Linked DNA regions of Rattus norvegicus: region 1 is linked to region 2. Evidence: chromatin contacts called from public Hi-C data. All regions are on one chromosome and are shown on one strand. Each heading gives the region's core, a stretch centred on a gene start, on an enhancer-like site or on the middle of the called end of the contact. The rest is flanking DNA. Distances are from core to core; before and after follow the strand shown.

What was found. A called contact is a pair of places that touch in the nucleus more often than the background predicts.
Region 1: a Hi-C map of liver shows a contact between it and region 2, with 4 times the contacts expected there. The contact joins the promoter of Gtf3a here to the promoter of Urad in region 2. A contact is called at or near these places in 8 of 12 Hi-C or Micro-C datasets (the A7r5 cell line, the Rat2 cell line, Schwann cells and 5 more).

Annotation. Positions count from the first base shown.
Region 1 is chr12:13,255,819-13,262,867 of GRCr8, reverse strand. Gtf3a (general transcription factor III A) reads left to right here and starts at 4,281. Exons shown (of 9, transcript NM_001113570.1): 1 at 4,281-4,633; 2 at 6,192-6,292. The coding sequence starts at 4,439.
Region 2 is chr12:12,743,427-12,750,075 of GRCr8, reverse strand. It overlaps Urad (ureidoimidazoline (2-oxo-4-hydroxy-4-carboxy-5-) decarboxylase), which reads right to left and starts at 4,688. Exons shown (of 2, transcript NM_001398881.1): 1 at 4,427-4,688. The coding sequence starts at 4,601.

The DNA of each region.
Region 1 (7,049 bases), core at 3,032-5,531, 510 kb before region 2:
GACGGTCTGCAAGATGATTCTAGATACGCAAACACCACAGGAACATTCAAAGAGCGGGAGTGTGGATGGCCCGGCGTCTGCTGACTGTACAACCGAGGGCCACAAGTGCCAGCTTGCCCTTACTGGGTGACTAGATAGAAACCTTGCAGGCTTTCAGGAAGGCTGGGGCACAGTAGGACTGTAGCTGGTGGTGACATGTCCTTGGGGGGAGGGGGAGGGCCTTGTCTCATTTCTGCCTGGCTTCTCTGACTTTGGAGAAGGGACCCACCCATTTCTCTTGCTTAATCCAGGGCACAGAATGGTTAGATTTTTTTTTTCTCTTGAGCCATTGTCTTCTAACTTTGCGTGGTTTATTTAACACCACCCATCCAACCATTTTTTTCCGCCTTGTCCAGCACTCGAGAGCCCACTGTCATTAACAGACGTGATATTTTGTGATTTACACGCAGATCACAGAAATGGTGGCAGTGAGACCCTTCCCCTCAGCCACGTGCTTTGCTTTGGGCTTTGGGGGGGGGGGCGGGGTTAGTTGAGTCTGTGACCTGTGAGGTAGCTGAAGTAGAGAGATCAAGTAGCCTGCTGAGATGTCTTTTGAAACTTGAAACCGCTGTGCGGGGACTGTCGGACCGGGTGCCCACTACTGTATAGATGAGCCAGTAAGGGGTAGGGGCTGCTGCTTAAGTCACATGCAGGTAGTGGCAATTGGAATCAACCCAAAGATCTGTCCACCTTACTCCCTGGCTCAGAAGAGGAGAAAGGCCATGTTGCTAGGTGTGGTGGCTCACACCTTTAAGTCCAGCACTCAGGAATCAAAGGCAGGTGGAGCTCTTGAGTTCGAGGCTAGCCTAGTCTACATAGTGAGTTTCGGGCCAGCCAGGGCTACACAAGTGAGACCTTCTCACTGCTCAAATAAGAGGAAAGAACAGATAGTACGCCTCGTTTATTAAGTTCAAGGCATGTTTTTGGACAAAGCCAAAGTTCAGTTTCCAGCTGGGAATGGGATAAACAGAATTACATGCTGAAGATTGCCTAGGGCAGTCCACAGCTGAGAGTGTAAGGTCCCGAAATTACCAGACACACTCATCCCTGGTACATTATATATCCGAGTTTGGGTTAAAAAGAAACATAAAATGGTTGGATTCCGTTTGGAGAGATGGCTCAGGAGTTAGGAGCACTGGCTGCTGTTCCAGACGACCAGGTTGGGTTCCCAGCACCCACACGGTGGTTCAGAACCCTCTAACCAGGGGCTCTGCCGCCCTCTTCTGGCACACATGATGCCCAGATACACAGAACCAGCAATAGTCGACTGAATTCTGTGTCAGTCTCCCCTGGTCCCAGAAAGCCCCTCTTGCTCTCCTGTGTGAGAGCTCAGTGCCACCTGATCCCGAGTTATTTCGGGAAGCACAAAACTTTGGACCTTCATGTTCGTTGTGCTAAGTAGCAAATTCCCTAAGTTCCTTACTTGGTGGTCTAAACCAACACACATTTTTTTTTTTTTTGCTGTTGCTATGCAACATGCATTTAATTTTTGAATTTGGCTTGGTATTTTGTTTTTGAGACGGGGGTCTCTTTCTGTAGCTTTGGCTATCCTGTAGCTTGCTATGTAGACCAGGCTGGCCTCAAACTTAGAGATCCACCTGTCTCCACCTTCCAAGTGCTAGGATTAAAGGCATTCATCACCACACCCAGCCCCACAACCGGCAGTTTTTAATCACACAATTTCTGTAGGTCAGGAGTCTGGGCACAGCTCATCTGGGGTCTCTGCCAGGCTGCAATGGAGAAATGGGCCAGTGTGGTGGTAAATCTCCAACCCCAGGAAGCCCATGCAAAAACACACAACTCACTTACAATATTTATAAGCTGCACGCCTAGACTGGGCAGATTTACCACTACTCTACTCTTTTCCCCAGCTATGAGATTCCCTTGCTACTCGTGGCTTCTCCGGGCCACGTGGTTTTGTTCATCTTCCTCCATCTTCTTCCCCTCTCTCCCTCTCTTCCCCCCACTTTCTAAAACCTCCAGCCCCACCTTTCCCTTCCACAGCCCAATCACAGGCTCTAGCCTTTATTTGACCAGTTAGAATGGGGAGAAGAAGGTTCACCTGAAGCCGCTCTTGAGGAAGCAGAGTTAACATTAGAATGCAAAGGCCCTAGGGCAATCCACCACAGGCCAGGGTTAGAGTTTTCCTGAAGGACTGACTGAGACAAGATCCTTTAGGGCTTTAGGGTCTGGGGTCTTACCTGGCTGCTGGCCAGAGGTCACCTTAGTCCTTTACCACATAGACTTCCCCAACACAGGAACTTCCAAAGTGTTCACTGCCAAGAATTTCACTGAAGGCAAGAAAGATGTCATGTGAACCACTTCACATAGGGCTAAGTAATTAAAACACAGCAGCTCACCTGAAGTGATCATTTCATACCACTGTGGGCCACAGACATTCTAATAGTTATTCAAAGAAAACATGGATTTCACAGAAATTAATTAATTGACTCAGGTCAATTAGGAGATAGGATGCCAAGTCAGGTCACAGAACCCCCGAAGCCCACGCCTCTGACTCACAGCAGGGTAGCTGAATCACCAGTACACCGGGTCATTTATATAACGTCTCCTTTCCAAGCTACCCTCTCGAGACCAGACACCTGACTTTGCTGATGACAACAGCCCCGTTGTATACATTCAGTATTTCAGAATTTTCTCTCCAATCCACTCTATTACCACTCCTCCTTTAGTATCATATTTTCCCTCTCCCGCGCTGGCTCAAAAAAGTGATCACTATGACTCTTTCTAGTCATAGACAATGTTAGAGCTGGTAGGACCTGCTTCTGAAAGGGACTTCTTCCTCAATTATGGGCTGTGGTGTGCTGAAAGGGTAAGGGTTTTCGATATGTGCCATCTGATGACATCACAGATGTCAGCTGAATTGGAAGGTCTTGGTGGAATAAACAGGAGACAGGGTTTCTTTGTGTAGCCTTGGATGTCCTGGAATTCATTCTGTAGACCAAGCTGGCTTTGAATTCAGAGATTCACCTGTTTCTGCCTCCATTGTGGGATTAAAGCTAGTTCTGTCTGGGTTCATCTTTAGCTTTGACACTTAAGACTCACAATCCTCCTCCCCATCCCCCAACCCAACCCCCAACCCTGGGATTGGTATGTTTGGGTCTGGAAAGAGCCTGAATCCTAGCTGAGCCAAATATTGTCTAACCAAGGTTATTAACTAAGAGGAGAAAAAAATTATGTAAAGTCCAGGCTGCTTGACTGAGACCAAAGTCCTTGGAAAACAAGAGTCACAGGGGAAGGACCTCAGAATCTTCTAGAAGCTGATGTTCAGAGAAAAGGAGAAACAGAAGACTGGAGCTGGAAAAGAGTGTCCGCTGATGGAGTAGAGCGGACAAGAAAGCGAGAAAGGGAAGAGGGACCGGAAAGAAGAAAGAGACAGTCAGCAATCTGCACATGCGCATGGGGCATAAGCATGCGAACCCAACAACAATGACCTGTCAACAAGTGCTGAGACCCCTGTAGCCCTCTGTTCAGTCCTTTTTCATTTGAATTGCTTTGACGCGAGGGAATTAAGTACATTCAAACCTTCTGCAGTAAAGATATCCATTAGCCAAAAAAGCTTAAAGATTTCCCATGGTTATCTTCATCCACTAACAGTAAGACCGGTTCAGCCCTTCATAGATGCACAGCACTTTTTTTTTCTTTTCTTTTTTTCCGGAGCTGGGGACCGAACCCAGGGCCTTACGCTTGCTAGGCAAGCGCTCTACCATTGAGCTAAATCCCCAACCCCTGCACACCACTTTTTAAGGAAGGATTCACAGAGGTTATTTTTCAGTCTCTGCCATTATGGAGGTTAAATCAGGCTGAGGGAAAAGTGGAAATCCCACAGCTAAAAATACCCCCAAACACTAAGGACTCAGTGACACAAAGAGAAAGTTGACAAAACAACAACCAACACAACTGACGTCAGAAATTAAGGTTTAATTGGTCCGGGTTAAGTTCTGGGCTTTGGAATTTTGAAAAATTTCCACGTGACTCGAAGGAGCAGACAAGCTTGGGTTCCACTACGTTCTGAGGCTTGTGTCAGGATGCAGAGGGCAAAACTGGAATGTGAAGAACAGGCCACCTTAAGTCATGTCGGGTTAATATTTGGGACGTTTAAGCAGCGCTTCCTGTTTCCCTAAGACACGAACCAGGAGACCAGAGCCTGGCTGCCCGGCTCAGTCGAAGAGTCCTTGATGCGCATGTGCGGCCAGGCTACGCGACCGAGCCTCTCAGGGCATGCGCAATCCTGGCGCATGGGGTTTAATGGGCGGGACCTGGCGCCTTTGCGGGCCGCGTTCCCGGAAGTGTCGGGTCTCTGGGCGCCGGTAGCTTGTGTCCCGCGTTCCGGGGACAGCACGTGGCTGCCCCGCCTCGGCCCGGGCGCAGTTGCGTCGCCCTGGAGCCGCGGGTCTCGGTCGCGGAAGCGGTGTCGTCCCTGACCATCGCGGACGCGTTCGTTCGGGCCTGTGTGGGCCCCGCCCCGCCGCGCCCCGCGCTCCCCAGCAGGTTCATCTGCTCCTTTCCTGACTGCAGCGCTAGTTACAACAAAGCCTGGAAGCTAGACGCGCACCTCTGCAAGCACACGGGGGAGGTAACCTGGCCGCGGGTGTGCATGGTGGAGCCTGGCGCAGAGGTTGGGTCCTGGACTTGGCCGGGGCAGGTGCTCAGCAAAGACTGAGGTCTAGGACGTCAGGGTTTCTTGCAAGCAACAAGTGTGCACCCTTTCAATTGCAGGCGGGCTTTGGTCAAGTACCAAGGCTATGTGGGTTAGAGTGAACAGGAAAAGCCTTCCTGTTTGGCCCTTTCCCCTGGCTCCTCTATTTTGTTTTATGCACCTTGGTTTCTTTCTCTTGGCAGACTTGCCAACCCACTGTCATCATAACATCTTTGTGACTTTACCCCCGTTTCTCCTTGAACATTCTCTTCCTACATTTTGGCCTTTCTTTGTCCCTGTGTCCGAGTTAGAGCTTGCATTTTAGACCAGAATGCTGTTCTTTGGTTGGACAATTAAAGTTACGGTTTGTCATCATTATCATTATTGAGACAGGGTTTCTCTGTGTAGCCCTGGCTGTTCTGGAACTCACTTTGTAGGCCGGACTGGTCTCCAACTCAAGAGGTCCGCTTGTCTCTGCCTCCTAAGTGCTAGTATTTAAGGCGTGCACCACCACACCTGGCTTTGAAGTTGTGTTTATTGTTCCAGATTGGACAATAATTTGACTAGTACGGGTCCTACTGTAGGACTGGATCTGAACAAGGTTCTTTGACTTTATGCTGAGCAGTGCGGCTCACTTACGTCTTCCTGTCCACTGGCAGTCTAGTACTGTGATGAAAGTCTTGGATCTCAGAGTATTCCCATAGTTAGGAAATATCCAATTGGATGTTGGGATATGCTGTAGCTTTACTGTGGGTTTCATGACAGCATCCCCTCCCCCACATCTGGGAGCCAAATTGGAGATCGCAGTTAGGGCTGGGAGATGTTTCCTTCGTTTACCTTTGCACCTATGAGCTTTTTCAGCTGTGACACATTTTCCTGTCTTTGTGCCTGATCTCTCTTACTGTAGACACAGAGGTCACCTGTGATGAGACACAGCCTGCTCCTTCTTCTGCCTCTCCTCCTTGGTGGTAAAATGGTATTATGGCAGAGAGATGCGCAGACAGGCTATCTGGGCTCATGTCAAATCAAACTTGAGAAGGGGTCTCCTGGGGAAGCCTGTGTCCCAAAGGAGCAAGCTAACCTACCTGCCTGTCAGATGCTGTCCATCCACAGAACAATAATAATCTGTGTGCTATGGTGACTCGTGAAAAGATGGGGCGTTTTTTGATGTGGAACTCGGTGCAGCAGAATTAAGTCCTGCCCAAGTGCGGCAGGCATCTTTCTGAATGGACACGTCCCTGGAAGGAAGTGTCTGGTGTTGCCTGCCACAAATCAGACTTTTAACAACATAGAGCTGATGAGATGGCTCAGTGGGGAGGGACCAGACCTGAGGACCTTAACTGGATTCCTGGAACCCAAAGTGTAGAAGGAAAGAACTCCAGGAAGCTGTCCTCTGACCTCCACAAGAATGCAGTGGTACAAACATGTCCCCCTCCCCACAGAAATAACTTTAAAAAAGTAAACACTTCCTTTCCTCCCCTTTTCTTTCTGCTAGAGGCCGTTCGTTTGTGACTATGAGGGCTGTGGCAAAGCCTTCATCAGGGACTACCATCTGAGTCGACACATCCTGATTCACACCGGAGAAAAGCCATTTGTGTGAGTAGGGGCTGACTGGCCACGGGAGTAGGTTGTGTCGTGTAGCCCCGGCAGGATGATGGCTGATTCTTAGGAGGAAGGACAGAGGGTGGGCTGGTGAGATGGCTTAGCGGGTAAAAGTACTTGCCACCACGCTTGACAGCCTGCGTTTGATCTTCAAAAGTGTTGTCTGTGGCTCAGACTGGCTCTCTCTTGTCACAGGCAGGTGACTTTATGACAGTGGTCATATCCCTTACTGTGTCATCGAGTGGCCTCTGCTGTTCTCTTACCTTCCCCTTTATGCTTGGCTCCCAGACATGACACTGGTGTGGCTTTGCTTAGCAACAATACTTCTTGTCCCTACCCTTGCCCCTGCCTCTGCCCCTGCCGTTTGGTGCCTGCCAGAACTTGTGACCCTGTTCTGCCCTGGGCTTGTGTTTACATGCCTGTGTTAGATGCTTACGCATTGGCTTGTGTCCTGACTGGAATTCAGAAGTGGAGTTGAAAGGTGTGGGGTACTCCAGGCTCCTTAGGGATCTGGGCTCCAAATTGGTCTCTGGGTCCCATTCTCATCTTAGGGCTTCAACCCTGTTTAGGGTCTTGCTGTGTCAAGGAGGGCAAGAGATGTGTTGTGTGCATTTTTTTTTTTTTTTTTTTTTTGGTTCTTTTTTTCGGAGCTGGGGACCGAACCCAGGGCCTTGCGCTTCCTAGGCAAGCACTCTACCACTGAGCTAAATCCCCAACCCGTGTTGTGTGCATTTTAGGCACCATGAGGCCA
Region 2 (6,649 bases), core at 3,439-5,938:
GGGCACTGAGATCTCTTTGTTCTTAGCATCCGCCATGTTCCTTTTCTGTGTTCCACAGACACACTCAGCATCTTCACTTGGGTGGGTAGTCCAGACTAACACGCACGCGCACACACACGCAGACACGCACACGCACGCGCGCGCACACACACACACCCCTACCTACCTGGTGCGGGTGTGGGTGTGTGTGTGTTTGCTAGCGACAAAGACAGAGAGTCAGAGGGTGAAGAGAGAGACACAAGCAGAGACAGAGAGACACAGTTGAAGAGACAAGGAACCAGAAAGGAAGATAGAGAAATGGGGGGGGAGGGGGGAGTGAAGGAGAGGGAGAGAGAGGTTTTATTGCTGTTGGTTTGCAGATGGAACGCAGCATCTTGTACTGCTGGCCCTCCGGGTGTACTTACTGTTTTGTTTCTCCAACCTAGTCTTTGACTTTGGACACAAATCAGTCCTGAGTCTCAACCTTTCTTCCTTTCCCGGAATTGTGAGAATCACCAGCTGGAGTTTTAGGCAGTGCTTGAGCCCAATGTTAATCCTGTACTGCCATCTACTGGTCACTAAACATCATAGCTTACCCTAAATGGAAGGTCAGCTCCCCTTTTACTCCAAACATTCAATTTTCCGTTCTGTGAAAGGAAGAAGTTTTTGTTTCTGTTTTGCAAGACAGGGTTTCCGTGTGTAGCCCAGGCTGTCCTAGAACTCGTTCTGTATACCAGGGTGGCCTCAAACTCACAGAGATCTGCCTGCCTCTGTTTTCTAAGTGCTTGGATTAAAAGTATGAGGCATCCCCGTCTGGCTAGAAAGTCTGTCTGTCTGTCTGTTTGTTTGTTTGTTTAGATAATCCAAACAAATCCTTTCTCAGGAATATTGACAAGTCACAATCACACACAAAACACACACATACAACACACACACAACTCACACACACACAAAACACACATATACACGTGCATGCACACGTGCTGGTTCCTGTTTTATCTATTTTTTTTTTTTGGTTCTTTTTTTCGGAGCTGGGGACCGAACCCAGGGCCTTGCGCTTCCTAGGCAAGCACTCTACCACTGAGCTAAATCCCCAACCCCCTGTTTTATCTATTAACACAAACCAAAGAAAGTCATTTGTGAAGAGGAAACTTCAGCTGAAGAATTGCTTCTGCCGGCTTGACCTGTGGGCATGTCTTTGGGTCACTCTTTCTTTCTTTCTTTCTTTCTTTCTTTCTTTCTTTCCTCCTTCCTTCCTTTCCTTTTTATTTTTTATTTAGTTTTGTGAGACAGGGTTTTTCTGTGTAGCCCTGGCTGTTTTGGAACTCACTCGGTAGACCATACTTTGAACTCACTAGAGACCAGCCTATGTGTGCACCCCACACACATAGATGAGGTTTCACTGTGTAGAGCCCTGGCTGTCCTGGAACTCAGTCTGCAAAACAGGTTGGTCTCAAACTCACTCGGTAGACCATACTTTGAACTCACTAGAGACCAGCCTATGTGTGCACCCCACACACATAGATGAGGTTTCACTGTGTAGAGCCCTGGCTGTCCTGGAACTCAGTCTGCAAAACAGGTTGGTCTCAAACTCACTCGGTAGACCATACTTTGAACTCACTAGAGACCAGCCTATGTGTGCACCCCACACACATAGATGAGGTTTCACTGTGTAGAGCCCTGGCTGTCCTGGAACTCAGTCTGCAAAACAGGTTGGTCTCAAACTCAGAGATCCCACCTGCCTCTGTCTCCCAAATGTATACCACCACTACCCATTAAGGATTCATCGTTTTAAAAATGACCCTTCAAATACATTGAGGTCTCCTCCCGCTCTTCCTCCTTCCCCTTCTCCCCCCTCCTCCCCCTTCTTCTCCCCTCCTCCTCCTTCCCCCTCCTCCTCCTTGCCCCCTCCTCCCCCCTTCAAAAGAAATATATCACCTCCAAAAGAGGGCTTGTTTTCCTTTCGCCCAGTGTTTGCCTTTCTAGGTACCAAGGGGCAGTTACAAGTCAAACCTGGTGTTTGACACTCTGTTTAGAAACGGTGGTGCTCGGGCGCCCCCTGCTGGCGTAATCACCATAAAGCAGGGCTAGGCTAGAAGGGGTCACCGTATAGGTGGCGGCCTCCTCCTCCCCTCCCCCTCCCCCCCTCCGCTAGAAACATTGTGTGAAAGACTGAATACAGCTCAGTGGCAGTGCCCAGCATAAGCAAGATCTTGAGTTGATTGCAGGCAAACACACACACGTCATATAACCAAAACCTCATTAAAGTCTTCATTCCCTTTGCTATCAGATGTGGGGGTTTGAACGAGAATGTTCCCTGTAGACTTATGCGTTGACTACTAGCTTCCCAGTTGCTGGCACTTATTTGAAAAGGTTTAGCCCAATGGTTCTCAACCTTCCTAACGCTGCAATCCTTTAAAGCAGTTCCTCAGGTCGTGGCGGCCCCCAGCCAGAACATTGTTTTGTAGCTGCTTCATAGCTAGAATTTGCTACTGTTAGGAATCACGTAAGTAGGTAATATGCAGATCTCTGACACGTGCCCCCCCATGGGGGTCATGACCCTCAGGTTGAGAAGACACTTGTTTAGGAGCCATGGCCCAGGTAGAGAGAGTATGTCACTGGGGGCCAGAGAGTTTAAAAACAGATTATTTTCAGTGTCCCCCTCCTCTGCTTTGTGCTTGTGATTCAAGATGTAAGCTCTTAGCCTGCTGCTTCAAGAGCCTCGCCTTCTGCTTCCCTGCCGTGTGGACACATCTCCCTGCATCGGTCTGTCCAAATAAACTCATTTCTCTATCAGATGCCTCAGTCAAGGTTTTACCCCAGCGACAGAAAGCAAATGGATACAGGCTGTCATGGGCCTTTTCTTTTTCCAGCTCACTTGTGGGCCTCAGGCTGTAAAGCCAGAGTCACCTGGTGAATTCACCTGGCCAGGGTGTTTTGTGAGTCACAGGTGAGGGAGACTCTCTGACATTTACCTTGCCTCGTCAGTTCTGCCCCATTGGAGAAACTCAGCAGTGGGCGACTGTCACGATGTGCCCCACACTTCTGTCAATTTTTTTAAAAGATTTATTCATTTATTATATATAAGTACACTGTAGCTGTCTTCAGATACATCAGAAGAGGGCATCAGATCTCTTTATAGATGGTTGTGAGCCACCATGTGGTTGCTGGGAATTGAACTCAGGACCTCTGGAAGAGCAGTCAGTGCTCTAACCACTGAGCCATCTCTCCAGCCCCCACTTCTGTCAATTTGATGTTGGTACAGTTGCTTATTTGCCGAGACTGTCACTGTAGATGTCCTCAAACAACTCATAAGGATCTTTCTATTTTAGCCTCCTGAGCACAGGCGAGGCCACTATGCTGGGCTTTGGTTTCACACACACGCACACACTTAAAATTCATATGTTTGAGTGTTTTGGTTGCATGTATGTCTATGCCCCACATGTGTCCTTGGTGTTTAGGGGCGGGTCATAGCGCGAGCTCAGATCCTGGAGTTGGAGGCCTTTCTTTGTTGAGTATCTATGTGGGTGCTTAAAATTGATCTCTGGTCCTCTGGAAGGGCAGCCAGTGCTCCTAACTGTTGAGCCACCTCCTCAGTCCTCAGTTTGATTTCATAACCTTGCCCTCTGGTCTTCTTAGGTAAGTCCTCATAGGAGGACATCCAGAAGCCACAAGATGTCATCATAGCCATATTGAACACAGCTGTGAGTGCCTGCTCTGTCAGGAGACCACAGGTCCTGCTTAAAGTCAAGTCTCAAGGATAGGGGACCCCCTGCCCCTGTCTTTGTTCCCCAAGGGCATGTCAGACTTATTCTCTGAAGCCAGAGTAGGCTTTGAGCAGGGACTGTGTACCTTTGGACCTCTGGCCTCTGTGCCACCCAGTATAAACTTCTGCCTCCTCTTCGCCCCACGGACCAATACGCCTCAGTTCTCGCTCATTCTCCCCAGAAAACATCGCTTTGCTTCAACGTTTCTTCTTTCTGCGAAGAGTCTTGGGATCTTTCCTTGTCTGGTCCAAACTGCTGCCCCCCCCCCCTTTTGATAAAAACCATTCAGGGTCTCCATTCCTCTCTGGGGTGCTGGGATATTCTCACTACCCTCTTTCATCTAGAGCATTGCCAAAGTGGACCTTTAGCTTCTGACTCACCAAGGCCTTCGCCCCGTTCCTGTGACCTCCAGTAGCCCTGGCTGTCCTGGAACTCGCTCTAGATCAGGCTGGACTCCAACTCAGAGACTGCAATGCACACACACACACACCCCCCGCCTCCACTGCCGTCGACCATCTTATCTTGTCCCTCACATTCTTGTGTCCACCTTCAAGAGCCCAGCAGTTGAAAGGATATCTCCTGACCCTTCCAAAAACCCAGTAGATAATTGAGTAAGTCAGCTAACGTAATCTAAAATACTTTTACATACCCTATTGGAAACGACTTCATGCACATCTTACCTGATTTTGGGAGAGCATCGATAAAAGCAAAAAAGTGATTTTCTAAGTCTTCCAAGCCAGAGAAAGGACGGTGGGACCAGACGGCAGCTGCGACCAGAGGACATCTTTCAACGACGTTCCTAAACACACTCACAAATTCAGTGAAGTCCAAGGAGTTGACCTTCTTCATGTCCATGTCTGACACCTGGACTGGAGGCACTGTTTGCCCTGCCTGGGGGGAGTCTGCAGGAGCGACGCTAACTCCTCCTCATGGGTTGTATTTGCTGAAGACACAGCTGACCTTGTGCAAGGGCAGCTGACTCTGGTTTAAATACCTCTGGGAGGAGCTTATCCAGAATGTTCCTGCAGCGAGTAAACACAGGTTTAAGTGTTTTGGGGGTTGTAGGGGGTAATACGCTGGAGACAGAATCCAGGGTCTCACGTGTGCTGAAGAAGCACCCAATCACTGAGCTATATCCCACCTGGGCTTATGGTTGCGATCAAGAGAGCAGAGACTTCTGCAGAACGAACGTCTCCACCAGAGGCACTGCTCTAGTAAGAGCCAGCTATGGCCATATTTAATGAGACAGCCACTTGGTGTCACCGACATCTTATCTTGTGAACATGACTGTTATGTCTTGCTTGTAATCTGTGTACCACACGCAGACCTGAGGCCCGCAGAGGCTGGAAGAGGTTTGGGCTACGTTGGAGTTACAGGTAGTCGAGAGTTACCATGCAGATGCTGGGAATAGAACCAGACTCTATTCAGTTGCTCCTGGGGAAGTTTTCCTGGTAATCCAGACAGGTTACAGGGCCACCTATTTGGAAGTTGATTTCTCATCTGTCGTTGGCCGTGCCTCTAGAGCATAGGTCCCATGTTTTTTTTTTTTTTGTTTTTTTTTTTTGGTTTTTTTTTTGAAGATTTATTTATTTTTGTATACAATTACACACACAGATCCCATTACAGATGGTTGTGAGCCATCATGTGGTTGCTGGGATTTGAACTCAGGACCTCTGGAAGAGCAGTCAGTGCTCTTAATCCCTGAGCCATCTCTCCAGCCCAGGTCCCATGTTTTAATCTTTCTTTGAACCCTAAATGCTTAACACAACGTACACTTAGTGTAAACGAGGCCAGGAGAGGTGCCTCTGGTGGAATGTGCTATCTTCTTTTGTTTAAAAAAAAAAAAAAAAGGTGTATTGTGTATGTGTACACACCTGAGGGTAGGTGCCCAAGAAGAGAGAGTCAATCTACCTCGAGGTTCTCATCCTTGACTTCTTCTTCAACAACAGCCTAGAAGTTATAAGCTGAAATAAACCTTTTCCTCCCCTAGAATGGGTTTGGTGAGTGATTTAGCACTGCAGCAGAGTTCAGCTAAGGCTGTTACTGGTGGTGTTCTTCACGAGGAACCGCCTAGAAAAGATTAGAAAGACCAGGGCAAGAGGGTAGAGTAGGGGGAGGTGTCACAAAGAAAGGCACCCACTGCCCTAGGAAGGAGAGGGGCTCTGATCTCAGGAGTTGGTGTGGGACTAGGACCAAGCATGGAAAACCCTCGTCACCGTGAGTCCAGAAACGATCGCACTCTGGATAAATTATCTCCAAAAGAGGGCTTGTTTTCCTTTCGCCCAGTGTTTGCCTTTCTAGGTACCAAGGGGCAGTAAGTAACAGGTCAAACCTGGTGTTTGACACTCTGTTTAGAAACGGTAGTCCTCGGGCGCCCCCTGCTGGTGCAATCAATATAAAGCACGGCTAGAAGGGGTCGCCCTAGTCCGCAGGCCACACCCTCCTCCTAAAGGATGTTAAAGAGGAGTGAAACCTTGTGAACTTTCACCTATTCACACTGGCATGTCAGCCGGTGGTATCTTTATACAGGTCTAGGCAACCATGTTGTTGAGATTAGATGGGTGAAACTTTCCTGTCTAGAAGGCACTCTCTAGCAGCAGGCATTCTGGTCCTCTCGGCCACCCCCCCAACCCCCCATTAACGTATTTATTATTTTTTAATAATTTATTCTTTTATATGCACTGGTGTTTTGCCTCATGTAGGTATGTTACAGACAGGAGGTTTTTTTTTTTTTGTTTTGTTTTTTTTTTGGCTCTTTTTTTTTGTTTCGGAGCTGGGGACCGAACCCAGGGCCTTGCGCTTCCTAGGCAAGCGCTCTACCACTGAGCTAAATCCCCAACCCCTGTTACAGACAGTTTTAATTATTCACTTTATATCCGCATCGCATCCCCCCTCCCTCCTCC